3 separate regions of the Sus scrofa genome follow, and regions 1 and 2 are each linked to region 3. The links are chromatin contacts, called in public HiChIP or PLAC-seq maps. All regions are on one chromosome and are shown on one strand. The core of a region is the stretch at or near the end of the contact, and the rest is flanking DNA. Distances in the headings are between cores, read along the strand shown. Region 1 overlaps C10H9orf3 (aminopeptidase O). Region 2 overlaps C10H9orf3 (aminopeptidase O). Region 3 overlaps C10H9orf3 (aminopeptidase O).

Region 1 (2,835 bases), core at 185-2,684, 140 kb after region 3:
ATGAATTACTTAACTATATAAAGAGAGTTGTTTTGTTTTGTTTTGTTTTAAAGGGGAAAAATATTTTTTGGATGAAGTTTTAAATACTAGTCTGCCAAGTTAAAATTTATATTACCCTTGCCCCTCCCCTTAGGCCCTTAAGCCTTCAAAAGAGAAAAAGTTTTAGGGACATTCTTATGAACCGTTTGGAAAATATTCTGGAAAAGAAAACATGTTTAGGCGATCACTGAGATATTAATGCTTAGAAAAACAAGCTGGTGGTCTCAAATCCAGGGCTGGCAGGCAGATACCCCCAATCTTGGAAACCACCATCGCCAATGGAACCCTTGTGGGAATCCTTGTGTGGAGGCCAAGAACAAGGGTTGGCATATAAACAGGCGCGTAGGTCGCAACAACCAGGCTTGTGACGGGAAGGCCAAGGATAGAGCTGTTAGCAAAGCAAGTGCAGGAAACCAATGGCATGACGTTAGGCCTCATTCTGCTACAATTAAAAAATACAGACCCACCCATATCAAGGACAACCCCTTCCATGATTAAGTCACGGCCAGAGATAGAAAACAAAAAAATTTATGAGATGAGAGAGGTCTGTTCTTCCGACACTAGGGTGTAGGAGGCACGGACTGGCCCGGAGGAAGATGCCTTAGGAAAGTATTTCTACTTTTTGCTTTTCAGGGTTATGGCAAACCTGATATAGTTTTAATTGGCTTGTTTTATAGAGTAAATATTAGGGCAGAACACTACCTCTCTTGCAACTGGTTTTCCTTTTTTGTTAACGTTGTTACGACGAAACCTCTCTTGTGTTCTTACCGTGTGCAAGAACAGGGAGAATGATGGCCCCGCTCCTTCAGTTGGGGTCCAGGAAGGAAAAGAGAAACCTGGTCTAGGTCTTTTCATACAGGGAACTGGTTATACAAGTTACAGAAGAGTTGAGAAGCCAAACAGGGGACAATGAGGCAACCGAGAGATTAGCCACAGTGGTAAGTAGCTGTGACTCCACAGGTTGGAGGAGCTGGCGTTACTGGGTGTTACAGGCTTACAGCATCAGGGGTCATTGGGCGGAAGCCAGAGTCACCGTGGGAAGGTCCGGCGGGCGCTGGGACCAAAGGAGACTCATCATTGCTAGAGATGCACAAAAGAAGCAGAGAGGGGAGAGAAAATACCTTGTTTCTCCCCACCTCCTGCTCTCAAATGTTCCACCAGTGCCCTGCATTGGCCAAAACTGGCAGGAAGCCAAAGGCAAGGAAGCCTGGGAGAGGAGGTTCCTTGTCATTCAAAGAAAACAATAAGAGCCGAAAATGGACCTTACAGCAGACATGCAGTTGCAGTCTACCTCCTAGAAATGTATATGCTGTGATGATGCACAGGTTTGACATGAGACGGGGAAAGAAGTTTAGAAATTCAGACTTGGGTCCTGGCTGAATTACCGACTCACTAAATGGCCATGGGAAAGTCCCTTGACCACTCTGAGTCACATGCTAAATGGGGATGAAGGGCAGGACTTCTACTGCCTGTTGTGGTCTCTAAATCTATAGGATTCTGTGTTCCAGAATCATCGAGCCAAGAGCAAAGACAAATTTTTACGGAAGGCCCAGAATGTTCCATCAGTTTCAATGAGTGCTGAGCTCCACCCTGGTCTCCTTAGATCCTCGGTTAATTGATGAGCCTTGGTTAACTCTCCAGCCTCAGGCTGCCTGAGACCCTAAGGACAAAGCCCCCTAAAGCCACCTTCTTCCAGATGGGGCTGCTGGTGATGGATGGGTACTGGTGGGGGGAGCTTTAGCAGCTCACATAGCTCAGGTATATGGGGTCAAGGTATGCCTAGTTCTGAAAAATTCACCTGCTTTTTTCCCTCAAAGGCCCATCTTAGAGAAGGATCCCAAGAAGAAAAGTATCATTAGTGGAAAGAGAGTAAGTATGTTGCCATTGTCTACATGGCACGTGTAATGCCTCTCCCTTTGACAATGACTAATGACATTGAGAATCAAGGTTTTCTTTCTCAACGAAGCAGAATGGACCCCACAGCTTGAGCTCTAGGAATCCACTTCCACTCTAAGTAGACTTGTCCTTTTTTTTTTTTTTTTTTTCTGTATTTTCTGTGGCCGCACCCATAGCATATGGAGATTCCCAGGCTAGGGGTCCAATTGGAGCTACAGCTGCCGGCCTACACCAGAGCCACAGCAACGCCAGATCCGAGCCTCGTCTGTGACCTACACCACAGCTCATGGCAACACCGGATCCTTAACCCGCTGAGCGAGGCCAGGGATTGAACCCGCAACCTCATGGTTCCTAGTCAGATTTGTTAACCACTGAGGCACGATGGGAACTCCTCTAAGTAGACTTGTTGAATTAAACCTATTTGTGATGCTTACAGGGAAGTGGGAGGCCTCTGCCTAGAGATATCCTAAGACCTTCTCTGCCTCATGCAAAGGGGGCGCTTATCCCATATTGTGGTCTCAAGTCCCAGGGTGCTTAGGCCACTCTGAAAGTATCTGTGCTGTCTTGCTTTTGAACGCAGCACACTTCCCTAGGGTGACCCTGGTGGTTACAGGCTTTCCCTTTCATGCACAGGGAACAAATCCTCCCCAAAACACTAGCTTGCCAGGGTGTGTACTCCCCTTCTCCCTATAAGGTGGGTTGGAAACCTTGCTGGCATATTATCATGCATTCTGCTTGTTCCCTTAGGTATGCGGTCCCCAAGGCTTTTTCCATCAGCCTCCAGAAGAAAGAGATCTGAGATGACGTTATAGGTGAGAAACACTGCAGAGGAAGAATTAGAAGGACCTGGCGATTTGCTAAAGGAGAGGGAGAAGGAAGGGAAGGCCTCTCTGAGGTAGC
Region 2 (2,700 bases), core at 35-2,534, 150 kb before region 3:
TAATAGACTCCTAAAGAAATTTCATTAAACTGCCATTAAGTTTTAGCGTTTTGATTCCTCTTTTATATGCCTTTATGTATGTATAAATGTATAACATCTCAAAAAAGAAAAATTCAGAATTATTTTATGAACATAATACATTTTAATAGCACAGAACTTTTCAAAATTGCAAGAAATGTTTAAGCATTTCTAAGTTTTTGAATTGTTTATCCATTTTAACGAAAGATAATCAGTCTATAGAAAACCAAACTGTCCCTCCTCTCAGTACCCAGATTATCTGCTTTATAAATTAACTTGGAACTTATGTTAAAAAGAAAAAGAAAAAAAAAGAGGTAAGCAATGAACAGTTTTCTTTGTGTAGGTTTTAAGAAATTTTTCTTATGTAATTAAAAAAAAACTTTAAGAGTTTACTCTCCACATTTTAACAGAATTTCTTCAACCGCGCTTTTAATCAAAGTCACAACATACCAATTATAATATATTCTATTCCAAAATGAAGCCTGATTTATAACAGATTAATCTGAAAAAAAGAAAAAAAAAGTGAGCACTGATGCCTTCAAAGTGAAAAGTGGACACACAGATTTTTCAATTACTAAATGCCACCTCAGAGGCTGAGAACCACTTTCCTACTAACTTCACAACGTAGGGTCTCATCTCATAACTTTGTAAGTAATAGTTACCTTTGAGAGAGAAATAAAACATGAACAGGCTGCTCCCTCCAGGGCTACCCAAACAAACTTCTCTTTAGAGTCAAAGCTAAAAACACTGCTTCTTTTACTGTCTGTGGTTAGCTGTCCAGCACTTGGTCGACGTTTCCATCTAAGAATGTTTGCACCGAATTGAGACCCAAGACCAGGACCCCTCTAGGTGAGCGCACACAAAGAGGAAGGAGAAGAGTTCTCTAGAGAAGAGAGCTAACCTCAAGAACCTTTCTAAAGAAGGCTCTAGTCTGAAGAGGTCATCTGTGACTCTTTCTCTGGATTTGTCCTTTAAGTACTAAGCTTTCTTGAGCACATCAGAACGTATTTGTTTTCCTGACTTTTCTTCCTTGAAGATTTGGGAAATACACAAAAAATTACGATACCGACGCCCATGACCTGAAATGCACTCAAAGTTTAAAAACGTCTAGTACAAAGGCATGAAAAGGAAGGCAAGAGCCCATGTATAGTATTTTTGAAGGCAACTAGAATTCCCATTCACATCCAATGATACCACCACGGGAGTGGGGATGCAAATCCACAGAATGGGCTGTTAAGCCGGGAGCAGAGGAGGATAGGATTATGAAGCAGAACGAATACGAGAGACCCAAATTGGCTTTCTTTCCCGCCAAGCTCATTTGGTGGAGAGACGGAAAGTTAAAAAGAGGAAAATGAGAAGGGATTTGGTAGACGGAGAAGAAACCACCTTCATTCTCCTAACGAGCACCAGCTGACGGCCCTGGGCACCCGCAGCTGTCAGACGGGCCAGCCCGACCTGGAGGGGGGAGGGAGGGGGGGACGGAGGAAAAAGTCCGACTTACTGAGGCTCCCGTCTGGGCGCGGGCCGGAGCCTGGAGTCCTCGCGGATCGGTCCCGGGCGCCGGCTGATATCCGCAGCGGCCGCCGTGCGCGCCGCCTCCTCTTCACGGGCCAATCCCCGGAGAGGCCGTCGCCGCCGCGCCGCGCCCCGCCCCGCCCCGCCCGCTCCGCGCGCCCCGTCGGGCCGGGTTCCCACCGCGCGGCGCCCCTTCGCGGCCACGCCCCTGGCCCCCACCCCGCCCCGCCAGTCAGCTCCCACCCAGTAATTACTCTAATTAGAAGTTTTAGTCTCAGCAGTTAAACAATGTCCAAACCAGTCCCAACACAGCCTGCAATTCAAATGGCTTTGAGAACAAAGGCAATCAGAGCTGCAACAATTTTTCCTCTAATTTATAGAATGTGAAGACTTTCTCTCGTAACTCACTGTACTTTAGGGAAAAAAAAAGTTTAAACTCCAGCGTACGTGCCATTTCACCATGATATCAGCATCTCTATGGAAAAACACCAGCCTATACTAGCTACAACAAAGAAAAAAAAGAAAAATCACTGTTATGAAAAAATGAATATTAAATGCATGAGTTTAGTGCCTCCTGCAGAACTGTCACAAATGTTCCTGGATCACCTGGTGAAAGGGTGAAAGATGTACGAAGATATGGGAGGGCTGTTTTCTTTACAGTGTACAGATTATGCCAATAAAAGGGCAACAAACCACCCAGGGCATCTTTCTAGTAATTAATCTGCATAATTCTTAATTAGTACTGGTTGAAGTGATCAGGCCTATTTTCCCCAGAAATTTATAATAGCCCATTCACAATTCTGAGTATGAGTCTCTTCAGTCTAGTTTCAGATGAACAGGGGGTATTTCAGGATGAGTAAAATTATAACCATGAAATATGTGCTTAGAAAAATAAAACACCAGAAACAACAAAAAAAGCCCTTTATTTTCCAGTACTGGTTTAATCTCTAAAGCAATCTGCATCCATTTTAGAATTACTAAACAATTTATGGCATGTGAAAGATTAAAAACAAAACCAAAGAAACACAGGCAATGAACTAGTGGAGTAGAAAAATAATAAAATAACCACTACAAAAACACTGAATAAAATAGGTTATATGACTCATGTCTTCCCCTTTCAATATATATTTTTCAAAAACATTTTCATTTTTTCAAGATATCAGGTAA
Region 3 (3,015 bases), core at 96-2,595:
AGAAAGGAAAATACTGGAATGAGATTAACATCTCTGTCATTTATCAGCAGCTAGATTTGCCATCACTGCTGAACTCTCTGACATCTCCAAGCACCGAGAGGGCAAAATATTTGTATGAATGGATGTATTTCTGACGCCTGGTGCATTGCAAATGGACATAAGTAGATTTTTTTTTTTTTTGTCTTTCTACCTTTTCTAGGGCCACTCCCACGGCATATGGAGGTGCCCAGGCTAGGGGTCTAATCAGAGCTGTAGCCACCAGCCTAAGCCACAGCCACAGCAACTCGGGACCCAAGCTGTGTCTGCAACCTATACCACAGCTCACAGCAACACTGGATCCTTAACCCACTGAGCGAGGCCAGGGATCGAACCCACAACTTCATGGTTCCTAGTCGGATTCGTTAACCACTGCGCCACGACAGGAACTCCATATAAGTAGATTTTTAAACTTTGTGCAGATGGTGTTAAAAATGGTAAAGACATTCAGCTCGCCCCCGGCTTATAATCAGTCCAGTTGCCCCCACCCCCACCACTGCTTGTCCTCTGTCTTCTTGATAAGCTTTGGGTTCATAGCGGCCTAAAATCCAACTGTTTGACAGTTTTGTGTCTGATGATTATAGAGTATAGAGCTGAGTGAAATAAAGAATAAAAGTCAATAAATTAACTAGAAATCCTTACACAAGGGTCCAAAGCCACACACACACACACACACACACACACACACACACACACACACACACACACAATCATTGTATGAAACGGTCTTGAGTTATCACACATCACTGTCAACTTCTAAAAGCAATACCCACTGCGGTACCGTATTTTAGTGTCTGACTTGTATCATTTCATCACTTTTATCTCACATTTGAACTGTCTTGTTTTATGGAACAGCTTTAACCACTTTTTTTCCCCCACATGAGCTAATGAACCTAATGTACCACTTTCTGTGTTCTGACATAACTGCAACTTAAATAGATTCAACCTCAACTGTCTTTTATTAAGGCAGAAGATCTCTGCTCCACAGCTGAATCTGAAAGCTAATTTGAGATGAGATTGTATTTTTATAATAAACTTGCTATAGAGAAGCTGAAAAAAAAAAAAAAAAAAAAAGAATGAAAAGTCAAGGAGTTCCATTGTGGCTCAGCGGTAAGGAACCCAACTAGTAACCATGAGGATGAGGGTTCAATCCCTGGCCCTGAGAACTTCCCTATGCCCCAACTGTGGCCCTAAAAAGCAAAAAGCAAAAAGCAAAAAAAAAAAAAGAAAAAGAAAAAGAAAAAGGGAAGTCAAGTGCCCATCCTAGTACCTAGCACACAGTAAACAGGCCACAAATGGTAGTCCCGCCCTCTTGCTCTCAGATTGCTAAGTGCTTTCAAGTCTGTGTTTAGAATTGATTCTTCAAATCCCCCATGAGATAGTGTCAAGTGAACATTCTGCTTTTATTGGCGGGAGGCAGGGAGGGGGAGGATGGCTCATTTACTCCTCCGAGATGGGATCCTGGCACAGTCCAAGGCTGGACCGAAACTGGCGCTCTCGGCCGCAGCTTAGCGGCAGGGCTTCTGGGCTAAATTGCTTCTTGAGGTGGTTTGCCACACCGAGGTGTGTTTTTTAAATCTGTGCAATAAAATTTGGTGTGGTCAGAGAGGCGGCGGATGGGAACCCACCCACAGGCAAATGACGTCAAAAAAGCTAAAGGGAAACATTGGGCTTCTCTGTTCTCGAGCAGCTTCTGCTATGTTAAGCAACCTCAGAAGGAAGCTGACTTTCCATTAAAAAACAGCCGCTTTGGCAGTTGTCACAGACAGCCTGGGGTCTTATACTTCCCCTCTCAGGAAAGTGGGGAAAATAATTTCCATAAGTTGGAAAGGAAGAAAGCTGGAGTTCAAAGGCACTCGACGGTCAATTGATGTTAACTTCCACTTCCAAAGAGCAAACAAGGAAACTGAGGCTCAGAGCAGGTTGGATACTGAGCCTTTTACTTCTGGATTTCCAGCCTAAAACACTTGGCGGTCACAAACCTGACAGTCCGAAACTTTGTCAGCTGCTCGGATGAGAAAGGACATTGCAATGTGGTTTTGTTTTGTTTTGTTTTGTTTCTTTTTAGGGGCTCACCCTTGGCATATGGAAGTTCCTAGGGTAGGGGTTGAGTTGGAGCTGCAGCTGCCAGCCTATGTCACAGCCACAGCAACGCCAAATCCAAGTCACATCTGTGACCTACACCACAGCTCCCGGCAACGCTGGATCCTTAACCCACTGAGTGAGGCCAGGGATCCAACCTGCATCCTCATGGGTACTAGTCGGGTTCTTCACCTACTGAGCCACAACAGGAACTCGTTTTTTGTTTTTTTTTAACTTTGACTTAAGTATAGTGACATTTCATCAGTTTACAGAGGGGCTGCTTCAGCAGAAGTTCATGGTGGCTGAAGGGGGAATGGTCCTGTCCCATTGAGCCCCCTGACACCCCAGCTCTTGCTGGGATAGAAGCTCTGGAGAGGCTGTGTGGATGTGTAAGGGGCACACAGCCAGGCAGACCCTTCTTTCTTACACTTTTGTCCCCAGAAGACAACCTGATGTGTGGGCCTGAACACACTTTGCAGACAAAGCTTCCCCCTGCAACTCTGGGGGGTCCCCTGCCTGGGGTGGGACCAACTATTGGATCTCTCAGTTCTTCAGCTTTCTCCTCTACAGAGGTGACGGCTAAGGGACAACTGAGAAGCAGTGTGCACAAGTCACCCAGCAGGGTTGTCCACGAATGGCTGCAGGGTTTAGCTCTTCCTTGTATTTTTGGGAAAGCAACTGAAGCTGATACTAAAATATTGTTGATACATTATTTATTTATTATTATTCGTTTATGATTTGTTACATTATTTATTATGAGTTTCCTTAGTAAATTAATTCTCCCATCAGTGACCTCCCAGAAGAAAAATCCTTCAATTAATAAAGGGAATAGTAACACCCTTATAATTTTTTTGTTTTTTTTTTTTGGTCTGTTTGCCTTTTCTAGGGCCGCTCCGG

The links. HiChIP or PLAC-seq counts read pairs in DNA pulled down with a chosen protein or histone mark.
Region 1: a contact with region 3 is called in an H3K27ac HiChIP or PLAC-seq map of alveolar macrophages. The contact joins two enhancer-like sites. A contact is called at or near these places in 1 of 47 Hi-C or Micro-C datasets (embryonic fibroblasts) and 1 of 2 datasets of contacts at active chromatin or transcription factors (alveolar macrophages).
Region 2: a contact with region 3 is called in an H3K27ac HiChIP or PLAC-seq map of alveolar macrophages. The contact joins two enhancer-like sites. A contact is called at or near these places in 1 of 47 Hi-C or Micro-C datasets (fibroblasts) and 1 of 2 datasets of contacts at active chromatin or transcription factors (alveolar macrophages).

Annotation. Positions count from the first base shown.
Region 1 is chr10:27,408,732-27,411,566 of Sscrofa11.1, forward strand. All of the region lies in intron 2 of C10H9orf3 (aminopeptidase O), which reads right to left. Among named protein-coding and RNA genes, the nearest start is that of C10H9orf3, 62 kb to the right of the region's middle. Within about 2 kb of position 1,435, at least 4 of the 83 cell types and tissues checked have an H3K27ac peak or open chromatin away from gene starts, as enhancers often do. A contact at or near this core is called in alveolar macrophages, where this site is marked.
Region 2 is chr10:27,114,912-27,117,611 of Sscrofa11.1, forward strand. The region is part of intron 14 of C10H9orf3 (aminopeptidase O); the gene reads right to left. Among named protein-coding and RNA genes, the nearest start is that of MIR23B, 36 kb to the left of the region's middle. Within about 2 kb of position 1,285, at least 33 of the 83 cell types and tissues checked have an H3K27ac peak or open chromatin away from gene starts, as enhancers often do. A contact at or near this core is called in alveolar macrophages, where this site is marked.
Region 3 is chr10:27,264,791-27,267,805 of Sscrofa11.1, forward strand. The region is part of intron 5 of C10H9orf3 (aminopeptidase O); the gene reads right to left. Among named protein-coding and RNA genes, the nearest start is that of MIR23B, 190 kb to the left of the region's middle. Within about 2 kb of position 1,346, at least 24 of the 83 cell types and tissues checked have an H3K27ac peak or open chromatin away from gene starts, as enhancers often do. A contact at or near this core is called in alveolar macrophages, where this site is marked.